4 separate regions of the Mus musculus genome follow, and all the other regions are linked to region 2. A link is a contact called in public Micro-C and promoter capture Hi-C data. All regions are on one chromosome and are shown on one strand. Each heading gives the region's core, a stretch centred on a gene start, on an enhancer-like site or on the middle of the called end of the contact. The rest is flanking DNA. Distances are from core to core; before and after follow the strand shown. Region 1 holds the start of Fam135a (family with sequence similarity 135, member A). Region 2 holds the start of B3gat2 (beta-1,3-glucuronyltransferase 2 (glucuronosyltransferase S)). Region 3 has its middle 15 kb from the start of Mir30a. Region 4 holds the start of Ogfrl1 (opioid growth factor receptor-like 1).

Region 1 (2,700 bases), core at 9-2,508, 340 kb after region 2:
CACTGACCTCTGGCAAATCTTAACTCTTTATAAATGGCCAGTTTGTTTCTCATAACATGACTGGTACATGTAATTCAAGATCCAATCAAGTGAGCTGCCATTCTTTAGAGAATTTCTGGTGAAGAAAGATGAAGAAACTGCTCTGGAAGCTTCAGTGGGGATACTAGGCATAGCCCTAGCTTGCGTAGAAAGCAGAAGAGAACAGAGGTTGTTACAACTCTTCGGGGATGTAATAAAAAGTAAAACATATGGACTGAAAAAGAGGTTCCATCCACACATATAGGAAAAAGGAGTTTTATGGCTTAAAAAACAAAACACCAACATTAAAGAACTAAAATCGGTTCGGTGGTTAGGAGCGGCTGGACCGAAAGCAATGAGGCGGGGGGACCAAAAGAGGTTAAGAGAGTGAGGGCCTCTGAAGGCAAGGCTCGACACTGGAGCAAAGAGATGCTTAAACGCAACAACAAAACGCAAAAGGCCAAAAAGCCCACCCTCCCACAAGTCAGTAACTAACAAAAGAGCTAGAACGAGGTGCCAAAGGAGAAAATAGTGCTAACAGCGAGGAAACTGATCGGCGACGGCCAAGAGGTTAACGACTGGGGATGCACAGTCGAGGGACCGAGCTGGACCGAGCGGAGAGCTCGACCGACGTCGAGGGACCCCCGGAGCCAAAGGGCGCGCGGGCGCGGGTGGAAGCGAATGAGGGTCGAAGGACCAGGCGGCGACCGTGGAGTGGGGCGGAGAGCCGGCGGGACACCGGGCACGACGAGTGGCAAGGGCCGGCCGGGGGCACCCGCCTGCGCGCCGCGCCCCTCGCGTCCCCGCCGACCTTCAGCGGGCCCAGGACCCGGCTCCGACTGAGGCCAGGGCGCCAGAGGCAGACGAGGCGAGGAGGCCACTTCCTGTCCGGCCCCGCGGGGGAGATGGACCTGGCCCGCGTCGCGGGGCCGGGAGTCGCGCGGACAGCGAGGGGCTCACCTCTCAACCGGCACGGCCTCGGCTGGCGCCTGTGCGACGGAGGAGCTCTGCGTCCGGCTGGTAGGCGTCCTTAGCCAGGTCCGCACCATCCCGCCCCGGGCCCGCTCACATCGCCATCGCAGCACCCGCAACCACCGCAAAGCCAAGAGCCGGCTCGTCTCCGGCGCTCGGCTCCCGGCCCAGAGCCGCCGGCGAGCATGCGCAGTCGCGTCGGTCCCAAGGGAACCGGGCCGCCGAGCGCTACCTGCGTTCAACAGGTCCCGGCCCGCGGCCCCGCCCCTGGGGCTCTCCCCTCCCCCTCCCGCAACGTCCCGCCTTCTCTGAGGCGAGGACCCGCCCCCTTGGGCTCCAAGTCCCGCCCCCCCAGGAGACTCAGCTGCCGCGGGCCCCCGGCGCCAACCGAGATTTGAAGATTTGTTCTCCCTTCCCGGCTCGCCCCTCCCGAGTTCCCGCGAGAACGGGAGACTTGCGTCAATAAAAAGCGCGAGCCCAGCCGGGGTGGGAGCTGGGGGTAGGGGGGGGGATAGTGTGAACCACTGGTCGAGAGTTAAAGGGCCCCAAGAGATGCGAAAGGACAGTTGAAGACTGAGGAGATTTCTCTCGAAGTCATCTACGTCTTCTCTCCTTGCTGCCATGGCTAGAGCCGACCCTCGCGCCTCTGCCAGGGCAGTGGGTCGGTGCTGCCCCAGCAGTCGCTAATGGGGCCATCCATGGTGTGGCCATGCGTGCAGCTGATCTATTAGTGTCTTGATTGATGACATCTTAAATAGAAGCTTTCAGGTCTTAAATTCCATTAACGGAAGCCCATAGTCTTTCATTGATTAACTTCATTTTCTTCTTTCCCGCTGTCCGAACAGAACATTTTTTAAAGATTTATTTACTTTACATCCTGCTCGGTTCCCCCTTCCAGATCCCCTCCCCTCCCACAGTCCTTCCCCCACTCCCCCTTCCCTTCTCTGAGTCTGTGAGGCTGGCACTTCCTATCCCACTGAGGCAGGACAAGGCAGCCCAGCTAATAAAACATATCCCACATAAATGGAGCTGCTTTGGGGATAGTAGCTCCCCTCCCCCTCCCGTTGTTGAAGACCCACATGAAGACCAAGCCACACATCAGCCACACATGCTGGAGGAAGTGGGGTTAGGTCCAGCCCGTGTATACTCTTTGGTTGGGGGTTCAGTCTCTGAGAGCCCCAAGGGTCCTGGTTAGTTGGTCTTCCTGTGGAGTTCCTATCCCCTTCAGGACTGCAATCTTTCCTCCTATTCTTCCATAAGAGGCCCCTCGCTCCATCCACTATTTGGCTGTGGGTGTCTGCTTCGGTTTGAATCATCTCCTGGGTGGAGCCTACAGAGTATCCTTATAATAGTGTCAGGGTTTGGTGCTTGCCCATGGATGGGTCTCAAGTTGGGCCACCAGCAGGACATTTTATAGCTCGTTAAAGCTTCTGTGTGTGACTCAAGCAAGGTTGGGAATTTCAGCAACAGCTGAAAATTTCCCTCAGAGCTGTAACACTTTCACACAGCTCAAGATAAAATGAATGGGGAGAACAGAACACAGCTTGTGATAAAAATGAATTAGGAGGAGAGAGTGGTGTCTCTTAGATATAATGTGAGGGAACATGATGCCACTGATAATCTGCTTGAAGATGGTTAAAAATGGCAAATATTGTGTATATTTGCTAGAATAAACATGAATGAAACCTTTCTGTCCACTTGGCAGTGGTG
Region 2 (2,700 bases), core at 25-2,524:
AATGTAGTCACCGGCTGGCTAATAAATGCTTTATATATTTGCTTCAACCCAAGTCGGAGCAGTCTTCTCTAGTGACTACCCCACAACATAAGAGAGTAGTTGTGAAAATTCACAGGTGCGCAGTGCCAGACACCGAACCCAAGATGCAGGACACAGCCACGTGAAGGTGGAGGATCTGCCCCAGCGTGCTGCTTGTTCCTCAGGAACATAGTCAAAAGGATTTTCATGCGACAGAGAAAGTCGGGTTGCGGAGGAAAACGGAATCAGAAATGATTCATTGGGGGTGGGGGTGCTTTCCTCAGACTCCCTGGAATGTGCTTGGAATGAGAACAGCCTGGGGTTCGTTCGGCTAATAGATTCTCTATATATGAGAGGGTCTTCCAGGTATTTCCGCTTGCCATCCTCTGACCCACTTGATCTGATGGCATCACCTAGGAAGACCGGTCACTCACAGCCAGGCTGTGCTGATGATGTGCAGTGAAGAGGCAGTGGGTTCTATCCAGGACGCCCACGTTCTATTTCCACTAAGTCAGTTACCACTGACCTCAGGAAATTCCCTTAAGTCTCCATCTTCTGCTCCTTCATCCAGAAAATGAAGGTGATTCCACCTCCAAAGCCTCCTTGAAAGGATTACAGGGATGGTCCTGGGGGATAATTCCTGTGCCTGCAAACTGGGAAGGCTCCAACATGAACAAAAGCAAGTTACACATACTCAGCCGGAGTTGTCAAAATGTCCCCCACAGATCCAACTGTGGCCGAGCAGTTGCGATTGATTCCTTGGAATGGGCTGGCACACATGCCAGACACCTATGTGCGGCACCCCCTCCATCTCTGTGGGATTCTATTGATTTCTGCCTTTCAAGAGAAAGTGGTTCTCTTTGCTGAGGTTCTGTACACCAACCCTCAAGCCAGGGAAGGACCGCTTTGTCCCCTCCCTCTTTCTCCTTCTGCCCTCTTTAGGACTCCGGACTTGTCACACGTGAATGGGTTTCCTTGGCTGATCTCCAAAGACCCTGCAGCAGTTCAGTGAGCTGAACCCTGGGGCGATCTGAAAACAGCACCCACCACCTCCACACACACACACACACACACACACACACACACACACACACACCCCAGGCAGAGGTCGCGCAACCCAGCAGAGATCCTCCTCCCTCCCCCTGCCTCTGCCCGCAGGCAGCGCCTGGTGCCACCGGGCTCAGACCCCGCAGAGAGCCTTGGCCCTTCCCGCCTCCGCCCCGCAGCCCCTCTCCGCCAGTAGCAGCGCTGCTATCTTCCCACCGGAGCACTAGGAGGACGCCCGAGTCTGCAGCGCCCCCGCCCCCTCGCTTTTTCTTTCTTTCCCTGCTTTGGGATCTTGCTGTCTGGAGCCGGGAGAGGTTCCGAGAAGGAGAGAGCGGCACAGGTTTCTGCCGCGGCGCTCGAACGGGAGCTTAGGGACGCAGCATCCTCGGTGTCCACCCGGGATCGCAGCTGCACCGGCCGACATGTGACGGAGGAAAGCCCTCAGCATTCCCGGCAACCGCCTTCAAAGGGGTCCCGGAACGCTCGCCCAGGCCAGCAGCTGGATCCTCTTAGCCCTCAGCGACGCGGGACAGGAGCGGCAAGGTACAACGCCTGGTACGTTCCAGGCTCGCACTCGGGAAAAGAGCGCAGCGGGGACCGCCGCCTGGCTTGCACTCGGCACAACTCCGGGACCTGCGGAGTGCGGCTGGACCGTGTCCAGATTCCCGCCGACTTCATCCAGAGTGACCCAAGACCCTAGCCGGTCCTCCTGCACCCCCTGGAGTTCTAGCTTGCCCTGCATCTGCGCCGACCCCACAACGCCCAGGTCCCCGCAACGCCCCAGTCCGGAAGGGGAGCGCGCTTGCGGCTTCTCCCTGATTGCAGACGCTGCCGCTGTCCTAACTGCACACAGAGGTCCCCTACCCGGAGCCTAGTCCTTGCAGGGGGTGGTGTCCGAGACGCTGGGGAGCGCGCACCATGAAGTCCGCGCTGTGCAGCCGCTTCTTCATCCTCCTGCCCTGGATCCTGATTGTCATCATCATGTTGGACGTGGACCCCCGCAGGCCCGCGCCCCAACTCACTTCCCGTCCCTACTTCTCTCCCCATGCAGTGGGCTGCGGGGGCTCCCGAGTCCCGCTCCGACGGAGTAGCCCCGGGCGTGACGCTGCCGAGAAGCGGAACGAGTCTCGGCCTCAGCTGCAGCCGGAGCCGCGCTTGCCCACCATCTATGCCATCACACCCACCTACAGTCGCCCGGTGCAGAAAGCCGAGCTCACTCGCCTGGCCAACACCTTCCGCCAGGTGGCGCAGTTGCACTGGATCCTGGTGGAGGACCGGGCGACGCGCAGCGAGCTGGTGAGCAGCTTCCTAGCTCGGGCCGGCCTGCCCAACACGCACCTGCATGTGCCCACGCCGCGGCGCTACAAGCGACCGTGGCTGCCGCGCGCCACCGAACAGCGCAACGCGGGCCTCGCCTGGCTGCGCCAGAGGCATCAGCATCAGAGCGCGCAACCCGGCGTGCTCTTCTTCGCCGACGATGACAACACGTACAGTCTGGAGCTCTTCCAGGAGGTAGTGGTCCAGCGCCGATGGTGGGGTGTAGGGTGTGTGTGGGGGGGAGGGGGGACAAGGGGCGGTTGGGCCCCGAAGGTCTGCATGCCCTTTGTGCTTCCTGTACACTTTTGAGTTCTCAGT
Region 3 (2,700 bases), core at 143-2,642, 510 kb before region 2:
GCTTTTGATGCCAGCACTCAGGAGGCTGAGGGAAGAGGATATTGGGTTAAAGCAGATTGAATTACACAGAAAGGCCCCATCTCAAAACAGCAACATAACAATAAGGTTCACTTTTTAAGTCCTAAATGCAATTTTCCTTTAGGAAAAGAAAAATCATATATGCCACTAATGGTCTGGATTTTTATTAGAACAGAAACTAGCAGGTTTGAGATACCTGGTGCTCTGGCTAATTCTTTAAGAACACAGATGTCCAAGACCGCAGAAAAAGCAATTTGAGTGCTGTCTGCTTATGCATTCCGTTTTCTAATGCGAGACGCCTTACTTAACTTTAAAAATTAATAACGTTGATTAATAATGTTCCAACCTATGTGTGCAGCTCTCTTGCATGAGAGCAGTCTGGGTTTGAGGGCGGAGATCTTGCTGAACCTCACAAGCACACGTCACCTGCCTACAATGAGGGCAGTCAGGCTCCAGACCTGCCCAGGCCTACTCCCTCGCGACGCTGCCCGGCCCGACTGGACTTGCTCTGGGCGGCAGGATCAGGTCCCACCTCTGGGCTCTGAGCGGTTCGCTCTTCGAGGATCAGGGCGGGTGTGTAGCCGGAGTCGCTTCCTATTGGCCGACTTGCCGGGCGTCCGGACATCTGATTGGACGGCCCCGCCTCCCCACGGGCTGAGCTCATTGGACGGCGCCAGCCGAGGGGGCGGGGCGCGTTCCCCCCGGGTTCTTGAGCGAGCGCGCCGGGCCGCTGAGCCGGGCTGAGGCGCGGGAGCGGGGCTGCGCGGCGGGCTGCGGAGGTAGGGAGCGCGGCGGGCGGCGCGGGTGGTGAGGGCGGCGGGCCCGCGGCTGGCTGCTCGTGCCCCGCGAGCGCCCCGGGCAAGAAGAGCTCGCCGCAGTCCTTGGCGGGCGGGGACGGAGCTGCGGGCGCGCCCAGCCCTCCACTGTCCTGTCAGCCGCGGCCACCACACACACGCACACACAGACACACACATTCACACACGCGCGCGCACACACACACACACACACACACACACACACATACACACACACACACAAAGAGCGCGGCGGCGGTGCGGGGAGGCTCGCCCGGGCCCGCAGCGCTCAGGCCGCGGAGACAATGCGGCGGGCCGGACTCCGCGACGTGCGAGCCGGGAAAAGTTTGAGGCTTCTCCTCAGGCTGGGCCGAGCCGGGCCGCGGCTTTGGGGAGCCGGCTTCGGGACGGGGCCCGCGAGCTCGAGCGCCTGCGCGGCCCGAGGCGTGAGGAGAGCCTTTAATACTTTTTTTTGGAGCGGGCGGGGAGAACAAATACAAGTGCGGTCGGGCGAGAGGCGCTGGCGTGCCGCTGACGCGGGGACGGTATCCGTGGGAACCTCTCGGGGGCGAAGGCTGTCCGGGGCCTGGCGGGGGCGGGGTGGAGAGGTTAGAAGGTCGCAGAGCTGCGCTGCTTGCGACTGGCTCTGCTTGACCTTGGACCAATGATTTAACCGCTTAGATCACCTCGTGGGTGATCTCGGAGGCGACAGCCGCTCGAGTCTTGTAGCTTTGAAATGTGTCTCCGATGGAGATTTTTTTTTTTCTTTTCTTTTCTTTTTTCTCCAAGCCTCGTTGTGGTGCGGGAGTTGTGAAATGGTAGGCCGGGATATATTTATATGCACCCGGGACTCACCCTTCAGCCTTTCTCAGAAGTAACTTTTAAGTCGGGTGGCTTAAACACACCGATCCTTCCAGAGTGCAAAATAAGGTATCCATTACTTTATTTGCAATTCTTAAGACTGGTCTAGATACCCTGTTCGAAGTCCTTGAAGTCCTAGGGCCAGGACAGAACCAATCCTGAGGGTGAAGTGGCAGGTGCCCCCAGCAAGCCCTTCTCCAGGCATTTTGGAGAAGCGTGAAGTATTTATTATGCAAAGGAGAGCATAAACCAGGGCAGGCGTTTGTGTTTATGGCGTTGGTTTCTGTATCACTGGTTTCTACTGAAAAGTTTTGTTGAAGGGTGAGGTGTTGGTGGGGAGGGGTCTCCGGTGACAAGAGAAGGAGAAGAAAACTTTATTTGTAATCCAAGTAAATCTTAAAAGTAATGTTAAGTCTCCCTTGCGGGCAGGCACGGTAGCAATGCTAGTACATCTTGATCTAATTTTAATGAAGGATTGAAAATAGCCACCGTGTTCATATCACTGACGCCAAGTCAGCTCACTTACATAATCATCTTTGTTGAGATGTGTTAGTGCTGTGTATAATTTCAAAGAATAATTACAAAGTTTGTTCTGACACTGTCGTTGAACTATTATCATTTGAGATATGTAAAATAATGAAATCTTAACTTTTGGTTATCAGATAACCTACATTTTTCCATCAAAGTAAAACCAAACCTTGCTATGAACAGAACTCATGTAAATACTGCATATATATGTTATGGCAATGTATAAAGAATGTATTGGCTCTGTATGTACATGTTCAAGTACCACAGTTTTCTCACTTTGTGAGAGTGCCGCTTTTATAGCAGGTGCTCCGCTGGCTATTTTCTCCCCACCATGGAGCTTAGAAGCTTATAAACAATGCAAGTTTGTAAGTTAGATATTCAGCATATATTTGCTCACAAAAAATATCCAGTGCCCAGATAAAAATAATAAAAAGTCCACTCCACCCATTCTTAAAAAGAATTATTACCATGCTTTTCTGGAAAGAAGGGAGAGATAGCA
Region 4 (2,700 bases), core at 32-2,531, 380 kb before region 2:
GATTTCCTTTAAGGCTCACAGTTCTCCAAAATGGGGAATTAAAACGGACCGCACACCTGGAAATTGCATTCCATTCAATAACACGCTCAATTAACCTGGATGGGAAGGCTCGGACTTCCTGGAAAGGTGATGCTTCCCCTAAAGTCACATTGGATTTTGGGCTCCATTTTCCTTCAAGTTGTAAGAGGGAGGCCTAATACAGAACCACCAACCTTAAACGGTGCAGACTTCTTTAAAAATATACAGTTCCTCCTTTTAAAAGTTTCTGAAGCCACAAGAGGTTAAGGGACGCCATCTATCTCTCTTCTAACCTATCTACCTAATTGTATTGGTCAACTGACTTAAGCTTGGTTGGATCAACAAGTCTTCTGGGTGAACGTAAATGTTAAAGGAATACTCAAGTCGTTGAAAGGTTTCTCTTGGGGAAATGAACGGTGTTATTTTAAGTTTGCTCAGGAACCTTCTGTGATACTTTTAATGCCCGTTGGACCCTCGCTGGGAGGGGGAGGCTGCGGGCCGCTTCACAACTGCAGTTGTCTTGCTCTGAATAATATTTTAAATCTTTTTTTAAAAAATTAAAATTAAAAAAAAATCAATAACAGGCACTGGCCGGGTCCTCCTCACAATCTTCTATTTTTAGTTTAGTTCCTCCCACCCCACCTTCGCATCACCCAGCTGCGCTGCAGAGGCAAAGAGAACACCGAGTGGGGTCGGGGTCTGCCTTGGGGAGACTTCCCTGCGAGGTTCACAGCAAGGCCCCCTGGGCTAGCAGCTAGCCACCTGGGCACCGCAGGCTCCCTTAGGTCGGGTGCCCGGGCCAAGCACGCCGAGCATCCCGCCCTGCATCCCCGGGGGCAGTCCCCTCCCGGGCGCCGGGAGCACGACCTCGCCGGGCCCACCGTGGGTCCCGGGGCCGCGTACCTGCTCCGCGCCCGCCGCCTCGGCGTGGTCCTCGGGCACGGGGCTGGCGCGGGGCCGCCCTCCGGCTCTCTCGGGAGGTTGCTTGGGCTGCTCCGGCTCGTCGTGCTGCTGGCCCTCGCCACCGCCTGCCGGCCCCGGCTGCTCGGGCTCGGGCTCCGAATCGGTCTGCCAGGTGGAGTCGCAGTCCTCCACGGTGGTGGGCTCGCGGAAGCTGACCCCGCCGAGCAGGTTGCCCATTGAAGAGGCGGCGGCGGGCGCGGGCTGCGGTAGCGCGCTAGGGCCCGGGCATGGCCGCGCTCCGCTCGCTCGGGGCGCAGGCGGCTGCTCGCCCGGCCCGCGCCGCACAGCTCAGCGCGGCCGCCGGCGCTCCGGCGCACAGGCGGGGAGGAGCCGGGCCCCCCGGAGCCGCCGCCGCACGCGTCCCAGCCAGCCCATCCCGCCGCCGCCCCGCCCTGCCCCGCCCCGCCCCAGCGAAGCCAACCCACTCCCGAGCGCGCGGCACCAGCTCCACCGGGACGCGCCCCCCTCCACGGTCCCCGGGAGTGGCCAGGGGTCAGCTGCCCCGCCCCCTGTGGACCGGGATCCGCCCCCTTGGGGCTCCTCCCAGCCAAGCGAGAAGCCTGATCCCGCCCAGGTCAGAGAGTGGAAGGAGGTGTCTCCATCAGCAGACCGGTCCTGCCCACACCCCCGCCCCCACTGGCTGCTCCAAGAGGAAGACAAATTAGCCACAGCAGAAGACAAAAGCTAATCTTGACAGTGCACCCTCTAAACAGGAAATCCAAGCTTCGGGAACAGTACTTAAGGCCACCTAGAATCCCTGCGGTCTATAAAATAAAAGTCAGAGCTCTCTGTCCCCTCATCTTAAAAGCAAACTTCTCTCGAAACAAAGGAGCAAGAAGAATTAGGCCAGCACATTTATTTCATCAGTGAGTAGTCCACATTTGTGCTCTGGGCAGAAAAACGTCGGCATTTATACAATGAACAGGCTGGTTCTAAGTGGAGTGCTGAAGACTATGGTTCTAAGGACCAGAGGCAAACCTGCTGTAAGAATACTTCTAGGCAAAATAACAACCAAAGCATCTGAAAATGGCAGAGCGTGAAACCAACTCCAGGAGCTAGTGGCCCGATGCCTGCACCTGAGTCTTGATGGGATTTTTTCTGCCGTGGGACATTGCCTGGGATCATGGGTTAGTTTTATTAGATGCATCAATTGTACTCAGAACTAGTAATTAAATAGATTGCAAATCCAGGTAGATGGGTATTGCTTAAGGAAGATTTGGCTAGAAGATGCCTCTCCACAGATAAATCAGTGGTTGTTTCTTTCCAAACTTCACAGTAGGGTGTGACTCTACTAGCAGTTTCTGGCTTTGGACAGGTCACGTAACTTCTTGAGACCCCGGTAGTCTCCTCATCTTCAAAATGAAGCCAGGTTTTTCTCTCTGGAATGGCATCTAGCTTCACCTTTAATGACCTTATGACTATCAGGGGCCACACAAAAAGAACGTTCTGGTCAGATATTCATTCATAAAAACTGATGATATTAGGATGAAGTCCTTGTCAGATCCAAACAAAATTAGAACTTGACAGTATTATTGGGGGAGGGGTGTTCATACCTGTCTGAGGTAGGGAGTTTCTTGGTTGATAAGATGTTTGTTTTAATAGGCCAGCTTGCTTTGCGCACCTCTCCCACAACAGGGGGTCGGGAAGGGGATAGGATTATCTGTAACATTAAGACTGCAGCAGTCCATACGAATGCTCACGCAGAGAATTTGCCTAGCA

The links. Promoter capture Hi-C pulls out the DNA fragments that hold promoters and counts their contacts. A called contact is a pair of places that touch in the nucleus more often than the background predicts.
Region 1: a contact with region 2 is called in a promoter capture Hi-C map of embryonic stem cells. The contact joins the promoter of Fam135a here to the promoter of B3gat2 in region 2. A contact is called at or near these places in 12 of 39 promoter capture datasets (the C10 cell line, the HPC-7 cell line, cranial neural crest and 7 more), 6 of 484 Hi-C or Micro-C datasets (brain, embryonic stem cells, muscle stem cells and 1 more), 14 of 115 datasets of contacts at active chromatin or transcription factors (SST interneurons, astrocytes, embryonic forebrain and 6 more) and 2 of 9 other capture datasets (embryonic stem cells and liver).
Region 3: a Micro-C map of embryonic stem cells shows a contact between it and region 2, with 3 times the contacts expected there. The contact joins the enhancer-like site here to the promoter of B3gat2 in region 2. A contact is called at or near these places in 3 of 39 promoter capture datasets (the HPC-7 cell line, embryonic stem cells and neutrophils), 5 of 484 Hi-C or Micro-C datasets (embryonic stem cells and nephron progenitors) and 4 of 115 datasets of contacts at active chromatin or transcription factors (astrocytes, embryonic stem cells, microglia and 1 more).
Region 4: a contact with region 2 is called in a Micro-C map of embryonic stem cells, with 2.9 times the contacts expected there. The contact joins the promoter of Ogfrl1 here to the promoter of B3gat2 in region 2. A contact is called at or near these places in 3 of 39 promoter capture datasets (cranial neural crest, frontonasal cranial neural crest and pre-B cells), 4 of 484 Hi-C or Micro-C datasets (cortical neurons and embryonic stem cells) and 4 of 115 datasets of contacts at active chromatin or transcription factors (astrocytes, embryonic forebrain, forebrain and 1 more).

The regions. Positions count from the first base shown.
Region 1 is chr1:24,099,083-24,101,782 of GRCm38.p6, forward strand. It overlaps Fam135a (family with sequence similarity 135, member A), which reads right to left and starts at 1,259. Exons shown (of 21, transcript NM_026604.4): 1 at 979-1,259.
Region 2 is chr1:23,760,652-23,763,351 of GRCm38.p6, forward strand. B3gat2 (beta-1,3-glucuronyltransferase 2 (glucuronosyltransferase S)) reads left to right here and starts at 1,275. Exons shown (of 4, transcript NM_172124.2): 1 at 1,275-2,577. The coding sequence starts at 1,984.
Region 3 is chr1:23,255,524-23,258,223 of GRCm38.p6, forward strand. No RefSeq gene overlaps it. Among named protein-coding and RNA genes, the nearest start is that of Mir30a, 15 kb to the right of the region's middle. Within about 2 kb of position 1,393, at least 346 of the 459 cell types and tissues checked have an H3K27ac peak or open chromatin away from gene starts, as enhancers often do. A contact at or near this core is called in astrocytes, embryonic stem cells, microglia and 2 more, where this site is marked.
Region 4 is chr1:23,381,894-23,384,593 of GRCm38.p6, forward strand. It overlaps Ogfrl1 (opioid growth factor receptor-like 1), which reads right to left and starts at 1,282. Exons shown (of 7, transcript NM_001081079.1): 1 at 922-1,282. The coding sequence starts at 1,158.